Regions from separate parts of the Solanum lycopersicum genome. Here region 1 is linked to region 2. Evidence: chromatin contacts called from public HiChIP or PLAC-seq data. All regions are on one chromosome and are shown on one strand. Each heading gives the region's core, a stretch centred on a gene start, on an enhancer-like site or on the middle of the called end of the contact. The rest is flanking DNA. Distances are from core to core; before and after follow the strand shown.

Region 1 (5,264 bases), core at 364-2,863, 160 kb after region 2:
GGTTTGTAATATATTATGAAAACAGACAGTGATAACAAGAGCTACTAGCAAGATAAAGGGCACAACTTTAGTTGATTCTTACAGAACTAATTGCAAAAGCAGCTCCAAAGCCAACAAGAGAGTTCATATTTGGTGATCCCTTTGTGAATGCCAGAAGACCATCAAAGAGCAGCTCTGGAACATAATTTATTTCGGTTAGTAATGAACTAAGATGATAAGCTACATAGTTCCTATCTACATAACTGCCAAAAATGACGCTAGGTATTGAGGTAAAAAAAAAATAGCATGGTGCACTGAGCTCCCACTAATGCATGAAGTTCATGGGAAGGGCCAACCCACATTTTCATTTGAATTCTTGACATGACACTATTAACTTGCAAACTGAAAACAGGTTCTAAATGCTACTCATAATAACAACTTTAATCGACTCTCTTCCAAAACTTAACGCAGAGATGATAGTGAAAATTGGACATCAAATTCAAACACAAGGTCATACCCATTTGATTTTTTTAGTTAACTTCCACATTTAACTAGAAAAAGTAACAAAGGAACATAAACAAATAAGAAAACAGAAAAAGATAAATGGAGTAGAAAGTAACAGTCAATTAAGAAAGAAACAGAACAGAATAAACAAGTAGTGATTAACCTCGTCGAAGTCCTAATAAAGCCCCAACGGCCAATCCAGCTTTGTCATAAGAATTATGCAGTATATCCAACATTGAACCTGTATCAATGTGGATCAACTAGTCTGAGTTATCCAGAACAGAAAATTTCATCAAACACTAGCTATTTAGCTTTTGGTACAGATATTTCCAAGCTGAATTGCATATAGTTCCAAAGAAAAGCAATGTAACCGGATGCTTTTTTCATAGCTGAATTTCATATAATATTGTTATGGAACCGGTTAAGAGTATTTGCCTTTTTTCTTTTCAACATCTTTTACTAACTGTTAAATCAAGAGTTCAAATCGTTGTTGTTCTGAACTAGCAAGCATGCATATTAACTCAGAAATGAATTGTGCATCTTTCACTAGTTTACCGTGAATATGAATGCCAAGAGAGTACAAAATATGAGTAGCGTGAGTTCCACAGCATAAAGCAACCAGAGTCCAAGTGGAAGCCACTGGGTTACGACTCTTAACAAGCAACGTCACCTTTTTCTTCACCGTTTCCTTCCACTTCACCTTGGCATCGATTCCTCTAACCCAGATGACCTCTTCTTCGACGGAAAACCACATTTCGGCAACCTCTTAGCCAACACTAGAGACGTCAAACCAGTCTCAGCTGCATCCGGTTTCAACATATTGACCACAGCCAAGTCAACTTTGCCTTCCGCTCACAAGATCGCCTTGACGCGTGAGACACACGCGCCACACATCATCCCGCTCACATCTAGAAGCGCCGTCGTCTCATCATTTTTCAACTCTACCTGCTGCTCAATTCAACTCACCGTAACTTCGAACTCCACAGGCTTGGCCAATACGGCATTGAGCCACAGGAATAGCTGACTACTACGACATCGCTGATGGATGACAGTTTATATAGAGAGAGTACATGTTTTTTAGCTTTTCATTTCGTGTTAGTTTAGTCATTTCTCACTTGGTAATTTACTTCTAATTTTGGACCCATGGAGGAAGGAACTTCTAATGGTTTGACCAATATCTTAAAAAATATTCGAAAAAAGCCTAAAATATCTTTAAAGTATTGAAAATGGTATAAAATTACCCTTCGTCCACCTATTGGCTCCAAAATGTCTTTTCATCCACCTATTAGCTCCAAAATACCCTTGTCAACCACCTTTGAGTTCAAAATTGACCACTAATTTAATGATAATTTAAACTATTTAAATATTTTTTAAATATTTGATGCTCAACTATTGGTTATAATTTAATTTATTTGTATCATTTATAAACCAACTCACTACCCACTCATTACTAACTAAACACCACCCAATTAATAATTCAACTATTATATCAAAATCGTCATAAACACTACTAAAACACGATGAAATTATAGATTCCTGAAAATGACATCCAAAATTATTCGAGTCCTAATCAAAGCTCCAATTAAATTTATGTTGAGCCGTTTATTTAGGAGGACACTTTCAATAGAATTTTCTTTCAAGATTGAATTAGAAATTTATGATTAAATGTAAAGAATTAATATATCCCGAATTAATTCATGCACTTTTTTAAAATATACTTTTATAAATATTTATTATTTGTTTTAAAACCTTTAATATATTATTTTGAAAAAAAGTTACCTATGAAGTAACATCATATAATTGAGACGTGAGAATAATTAAGATGAACAAAGTTAGACTTTTAAATTTGTGGGTAATTTTTATTTAGACACTTAAATGTATGATAATTTACTTCAATAGATATTTTGGTCTCAAATTTTTAAAAACACTCAATTGGCAGTATCTTTTCTGTTGTTGCATTAATAATGTGACGGGTTTATTAATCTGGTGGGTTTAATTAGCAATGGGTGGGTAGTGGATTGATTTATAAATTATACTAATAAGTTAAATTATAACAATAGTTGAGCGCCACGTATTTAAAAAAATATTTAAATAGTTTAAATATAAAACCGTTAAATAAGTGATGAATTTTGAACCAGAAGGTGGATGACAAGGGTATTTTGGACCCAATAGGTGAGTGAGAAGGGTATTATGGAGCCAATATGTGGATATTATACCATTTCCAATACTTTAAGGGTATTTTAGACCCTCTTCCAAAAAATATTTGCCTGATTTGGCAGATTACGTGCATGACATTTTGACTAGTATAAGCTTCACAAAAGGATGCTACGAACACAGTTACCAAAACTTTACAGGAGTCAGTATTATCTAGTGTTACCATCATTATAACAAAATGATTGTTTCTTGGTTTTATTCTATAGTTAGGGATACAATCTTGATCAAGTTTCAGTGTTGATTTCACTATTTCCGGTAGAGAAATAGCTTCATCAAATGTAACTTGATCTCTTAATCTTTCCCCATATTGGCTAGTTCATATCTCCTCTCTCACTCAGTATGTGTGGACAAATACAAAATAACACTACTTGAGAGGAGAACAATCTGATCAATGGCATGTTGGATCAGTCAAGGTGCTTTCGCTTTGTTGTTAATCATGTTAATAATCAACAGGGAATCAGATTCCACCATCACGTAAAATGAACTTCTGCAAATAAACCGTTTCACACACTGTAAAAGAGCTCTGCCCTCAGCCATATTATTCATCACAGAGCAGCCAAGATTGGCCCTAATGATACAACAACCTCCTCCAAAGCTTCCTAGTTCCCTTTACAACAGCCATCAATGTTTAGTTTTAGTCATTCAAACTCAGGCTTATTCCATCTAACCGGTCCACTACTGATTATTTCTTTTGCCTTTTCCACTAAATTACACATCAAATTTCCGGATAGAGGCAATTGGACTTTGGGAAATTGGCCATAAAAATTTTGGTCATCTTTTCACAGACCTGCTGAATAATAACTCTGCCAGACATGTGAACATTATCATACCTAGCAACCACTTCTATTTTTCTTTATCTCCCAGCATATAACAGTTGGGAAGCATTGAAATAGCACTGCATGGATACCATTATTAGCTTTAGATAGCCACTAAACATGAGTAATTGTTTCATGTTACCGCCATTTCTAATTACTGTACTACAACTTTGACCAAAGAACCAAATATGTTTTGCAATCTTTCTTGAACGAAAAAAAGGTGCATGATAATCTCTTCATTATGAGTAGTACAGAAGGAACATCTAGATCGTAGCATCATAGCAAATATTTGTGTCACTTCAAACCAGTGATGGATCCAGGTTTTGAAGTTTATAAATTCCTACAATGAAATACATGGTATGAACAAAAGATATCAGTCCCCTGAGCGCATACCTTAAGGGCTAGATCCGCTCCTGCTTCAAACCTAAGAATGCTGGATTCAACAGAAATGATTGCTACAGTCCTTTATGCTCATTCCTTCTCTATCCTATTTAATGTGAAGAGTTGATTGTCTCTATCAAAATATGATTTCAAGTACAAGCAGTAATAGCCTAGATTATGTTCCAACATTAGAATGGTTGATACTACTGACATCAAGACTTGAAGACTGCAATAGTCTATAATTGACATATTATTGGGCATTCGATTTTTAACACTTAAAGAGGAGAAAAATCTCACAGAAGTACGTATCCAACAAATAAGATACAACTGTGTGAGTGTAATGGGGTACATATCTCAAAGTTCTAGACCATCAGGCAGAAATAGACACCATCTGAACATGAAAAAATGCTAATCTGTCAATGGTCAATCAGAAAACATCATATCTCTATGTTGTTCTGAAAGGACGAATGATCATAATAAGCGAGCACCATAAGACTGGTACAGCCAAATTCTAGATGAAACCCATTCAACTTCCAAGATGAACAAACAGGTGCCTCAAAATGAATTAGGTTCTCCGTTTGATGTTATGGGGCTTGATAATCGAGGTATGATCTTGGAAGCAAAAATTTCATAGCAACAACATAAGTAATATTGACATATTGAAAACCCCAAAAGAAAAATCTCAGAGAAACTAGCAGTTTGAGATTATAGAATAGAGTAGCTTCCTCTAACTGAAGACTACACTTCCTTGCTCAATTTGGCCAAGTAAAATTTCAAGATCGATGGGACTGAAGCGACAATTTTTTGGTAAGAATACTTCGACAGAGGATATAGCAAAATGTCCTGCAAGAGATGACAGACATGCCTTGAAAATATGCTATCGAATGATCACATGGCCTGATACTTCAAACACGTCGAGATCAACAGTCAATTGCATGATATGACTATAAGAAATATTGCCAGAGTTCAAGAATAGAAGGGCAGAAACCAGAGTGCCCTGAAGAACATCGATACCAAAACCAATAATTTGGATGACTAACCCATACATTAATTAATTTCTTTGGTGGAGCATTTATCCTAACAAAACATTCACCATCTCATAAGAATAACTGAATGAGATGGTGATAATCGCTGACAATGACAGGAATTCATAAACTGTTGATCAAAGGAAACCTTAATAAGGAGAAACCGAGAACGTCGACAGGCTCTCTTCCAACACAAATTGCAGAAAATGATACATCCGCTTCATCAGACGCATTCAACCAACCTTCAGTTTAGATATCATAGGTAAGATCATAGCGGCATCAACTTCCAATATTCCACGGTCTTCGTGGGTCACATTTCAAATTCTCAAAGGCAGAAACACCCATC
Region 2 (4,880 bases), core at 799-3,298:
TATCAGGAGAAAGGGATCCACCCAAGTTGTTACCACGCAGTCCCCTATATGAATAAAAACATACAACAGATGTAATCATATCCATATACGAAATGAAAGTGTCCTAAGGTTAAAACAAACAGGAAGAAGAGGAACACCGGATTAAAACACTCACAGATACTGCAGGACTTCGTTCCAGTATATCAGCCTAGGAATTTCTCCACTTAACCTATTTTGAGCCAGGTCCCTGGAGGAAGTTCTTGGATCAAACTAAAATTATTCATAATCTACCAATATCATGACAAAGCAGAGAGAATATACTTACAAGACCTTCAAGTTAGGGATCTGTGACAATGTAGATGGAATTGGTCCAATCAATTGATTATTCTTCAAAATCCTAAGTTGAATAAGACGAGCATAATCAACTAACAATCTCGGAAAGCAAATAATACAACATTTAGAAGAAGGAGAGTATCAAAACTTACAGATATTCCAGTTGCTTGAGTTTAGATATGGAGAAGGGAATATCACCATAAAGCTCATTGAAGGAAAGGTCCCTAAGGGAAAAAATGGTTACTTATTTTTCCAAACAATAACACAAGATTCAGAAGCATTTCATACTTACAAATTTTTCAGTGCTGAACAGTCACCAATCTCATCTGGTATCTGGCCAGAAAGGCGATTTCCCCTCATATCACTTCAAAAAAAAATTAACAGGCATAGTCTATAATGTGCACTAAGTCAAAAGATCAAACAAAAAGGGTAATTGTGAGATAATGGGAGGAGATATTACATAGATACAAGGCCTTTGAGCTGTCCAATAGCAGGAGACAACTCCCCATCAAGATTTAAACTCGAAAGATTACTACAAGATAATGTCAAAAGATTACAACTTTATAACTAAAGAATCCCAAATGATAGTGTTTTTGAGTTATGTCTTACAGTTGAACAACATTGAAGGTGACATTATCACAGGTAACACCTCTCCAGGCACAGTAATCAGATGAAGGAGAATCAGTCCAGTCATACAACACATTCTCCACGTCCCTAATTGACTTCTTAATTTCCAACAATGCAGAACCTATTTCCCAATTATTATTATAATAATGAGACAAAAAAATAAACCTTTAACAAATAACAACTACAAAACGTGGGATTAATCAAAAACCACCATTTAAAAAATGATTAAAAAAAGCACACTTTGTCTTTTTAACATCTTAAACAAAACATTAAACTAAAACATAAGAAGCAGAAAGTTCTACTACTCTACTCTACTCACCATCATCAGACACCACAGAACCAAAGCTGAAGAAAATCAAGAACCCCAAAATAAGAAGAACCTCAAAGAGAAGATTACATCTTTGGAGTAAAAATGATGCCATGGTAGACTCAAGTCTCAGTCAAAACTCAAAACCTCACTAACTCAGCTCCTTTGAAATGGAAAAACCAATTCTTGAACTAACCAACATTGATGTTAGAGAGATCAAAAGGATAATTTTACTGAGGAATTGTGCTTAAATGTGAAGTGAAAGAGAGTTTTGGGGTTGTGGGGTTTTAGCAGAGGAAGCATAGTGTTCCATCACATCCTTGTGGCAGATAGGCCTCACACTAATACATACAACGGATATTAAGTTTACTCTCAATGTAAAAAAAAATGATAGAAAAGAGAGAGAGAGAGAATTATTTGAGAAGATAAAAGTTAAAAGAGCTTGTGCCAAGAGAAGGGGGTCTGCAACTGCAAAATTCAGACCTGCAACATTACAGGTATATGGGATAGTAGCAGTAGTAGTGTACTTACTCTTTCTCTCTCATTATCTCTCTCTATACACTTGCTTTTCAATTACTAGTGCCACTTTTATTGCTAGTCCATACACATGTATTATCATTTAAGTGTGATAACAGAGTGCCTTCTCTGGCTTCATTTCATCACAAGTCACTGTCTCTGCAAACAAGGGCAAAGCTTAAAGGGGTAATCCTTTCTCAAGTTTGACAGTGACTACGCCTTAATTCTAATGAAATCATAAACTATTTTCTTATTTTTAAGCTGAAGTTTCATTCTAAATATAAATCAGCTTCAAATTTAATCAGATTTTAATATAAATACAAAACGTCGATGGCTTACCCAAAAAATGTTTGACAATGACTACTCTTCACTACCCAACATGTGCAGTTATGTACTCACGAGAAATGGGGTTTCAACCTTTTCAGTGGGGTAATGCGTTGTTTGTCTCGATCAGTGTTATATGATTTATGAAGCCATAGGATATTATCACAAGTAATGATGGGAGGGTTTTACCTACACATTTGTTTCTTTTCTTCATATTTAGCTAGCAACTGTCCTATCATCATTTAAGGTAAAAATGCTACTTCTCTCAGTTTTAATTTAAGTGTTTTGGCTATAATTTATCATTTATAAAATTTAATAGCTAGTTTGTTGATATGATATTATAATATGAAATCATAATATAAAATTAAAATTTTATTTAGATATATGATAAAAAAAATTGTTTTGTATATGAATCTCATAAATTGTAAAACTATTAACATAATCTCAATTTTTTATTCAGTCTTATCAAATAAAAAAAATCATAAGATCGCATTTAAATTATCACAAAGTTACTTGTTTTCCACTACGGTAACTGTTTCATCTAACTTTAGTTCAATAAAAAAATTGAACATAAATTATAATGTACTAATTTTTAATATAATCTTCTCACATCGTCTGGACATTTCCTCATGTTGAACTTGTATTTCTCGATCATGTGATTGAGAAGAAGAACCAATATTGTTACTTTTAAGTTGTAATAAATATAAAACGGTAAAAAATAATAAATTAGGTGTTGAAATAAATGAAGAGAACAAATTTATTAACTCAACAATCGATTGGTGTGAGTTAAAGTAATTATATGTTGGTAAGAAAAATAAATTTTATGTCGTGAGAATAATAAATTTTGAAAGTAATGATCTGATTATAAATTTTATTTACAAATGAAATAAATGGTTAGTAGATATAAATATGGGTTGTTTTAACAAAATACAAATATGTGGATCAATTTTTGTATTAAAAATATATCAAATCATGATATGAAATTTCCATATCATGGTTTTTGAAGAATATGGAATTACATCTCATGATATAGAATCAATGTATAATCGCATGTTCAAACGCTGATTCCTTCTCACGATTTCATATCGTGATATGATATCACATGACCAAACGCCTACTTACTTTTCATTCGTTTAACATGAAATTGAAGTTTTGCTTAGCCATATAGAAATTATGATTTTGAAATTCTATTGTTAGCTCATAAATCAAAATCTCACCAAATATTGTCCTAACTTTATTCATACAATCTTACTAAATAAGCAAAAATTCATAATGAAAGTATAATAACTATTATAAAGTTATTCTAACGGTCCGTTTGGTCATTCGATATGGTATTATGATATGGAATCATACTAAAATTGATGTTTTGTTTGGACATGCGATATGAAATTTTGGTAATGTATATTTTCTCATAAACATAAAAATCTCATAAGTTCTAAAACTATTAAAATAACCTCAATTGTTTATTCAAATTTATCAAATAAAAAAAAACTGTAAAATCATATGATAAATTATTATAAAGTTATTTGTTCTCCACTTAAGTAATTATTTCATCAATATATTTGAGTAAAAATGAAACACCTTTCACGGGCTCTTCAAGATTTAACTACAACAATCTTGACGTGTGAGTGTTAAAGTGACTATAGGTTGGTGAGAATAATAATAAACTTTATGTCTGTGAGAATAATAAATTTAAAAAGTAATGATGTGATTATAAATTTTATTTACATGTGAAATAAATTGTTAGTAGATATAAATGCGGGGTTATGTTAACAAAATATAAACTCGTGGATCAATTTTTGTATTAAAGTAACTCAAATCATGAAGTGGTATTCCCATATGATTTCATATCATGGTTTATGGAGAATATGCAATCATATCTCATGATATAGAATCATAAGATCGAATCAATGTAAAATTGCACGTCCAAACGCTGATTCCATCTCATGATACTATATCGTAATATGCAGGGGCGGATTTATGAATTTATGTGGTAATGTCACGGCACCCACTGATCTCTAAACTTTGTATATATAGTATACATGTTTAAGAAAATGAGTATATATTTTCTTTTCCACTCTTTGAATAAAATGGTTAATAGTTCAATTGGCAAAATAGTTAATCTACCACACAGACAACACCAATTCGAACCTCATTTGCAGCATTAATTTTTGGAAGCTTTTTCTTTTCTTTTCTTTTTTTAAAATGTGTGAGTTATTTTCCCCTTCCATTCATTCTTATTTATTTACAAGTATTTTTTGTTAATTCAAATTGATTCCTATTCACTATAATTAATTTTTAAGTTCTTCTACTTTCTTTTTTTACTAATTATTAATCTTTTGATATGAGTGTCACGTGTTTATACTTTATCAATTAAATTATGAACATGACATAAATATTATTAAGACTATATTTCAATAGTAAATTTAAAAAACATAAATTTAAAAATGATAAATATTATTATTAGAATTCTTTTAATTTGAAGGTTCTTCGATCTTCACCAATATTCTTGTTAAGTAAGATGACTAAATGAACTAAAATTTGTATTCTCTTTTGTTGTATTTTGCAACAACTCAATAGAATATGAATATATTGAGTTAACACTATTTGATAGTTTATACAAGCTCAAATTTTAGTGTCAATTTTTTTTCCTCAAAGTTTCAGCGAATAAGGCTACTAATTCCTAACAATAAATAAAAATTAAATGGTTACTAAGCCCTAATCTCATGATATCTAAAAGAAAAATTACTAACATGCATGTTTGATCGATTTGTTTATAAAGATCGAAAAAAGA

What was found. HiChIP or PLAC-seq counts read pairs in DNA pulled down with a chosen protein or histone mark.
Region 1: a contact with region 2 is called in an RNA polymerase II HiChIP or PLAC-seq map of leaf, with 6 times the contacts expected there. The contact joins the promoter of LOC101266743 here to the promoter of LOC101266437 in region 2. A contact is called at or near these places in 1 of 8 Hi-C or Micro-C datasets (leaf) and 1 of 1 datasets of contacts at active chromatin or transcription factors (leaf).

What each region holds. Positions count from the first base shown.
Region 1 is chr8:50,573,507-50,578,770 of SLM_r2.1, forward strand. LOC101266743 (copper-transporting ATPase PAA2, chloroplastic) reads right to left here and starts at 1,614. Exons shown (of 7, transcript XM_069288016.1): 1 at 1,039-1,614; 2 at 647-724; 3 at 83-174. The coding sequence starts at 1,237. LOC101267041 (pentatricopeptide repeat-containing protein At1g62350) reads right to left here. Exons shown (of 2, transcript XM_010326700.4): 2 at 4,859-5,264.
Region 2 is chr8:50,417,572-50,422,451 of SLM_r2.1, forward strand. It overlaps LOC101266437 (ERECTA-family receptor kinase), which reads right to left and starts at 2,049. Exons shown (of 27, transcript XM_004244995.5): 1 at 1,259-2,049; 2 at 922-1,060; 3 at 773-844; 4 at 605-676; 5 at 465-536; 6 at 305-376; 7 at 155-226; 8 at 1-44. The coding sequence starts at 1,361.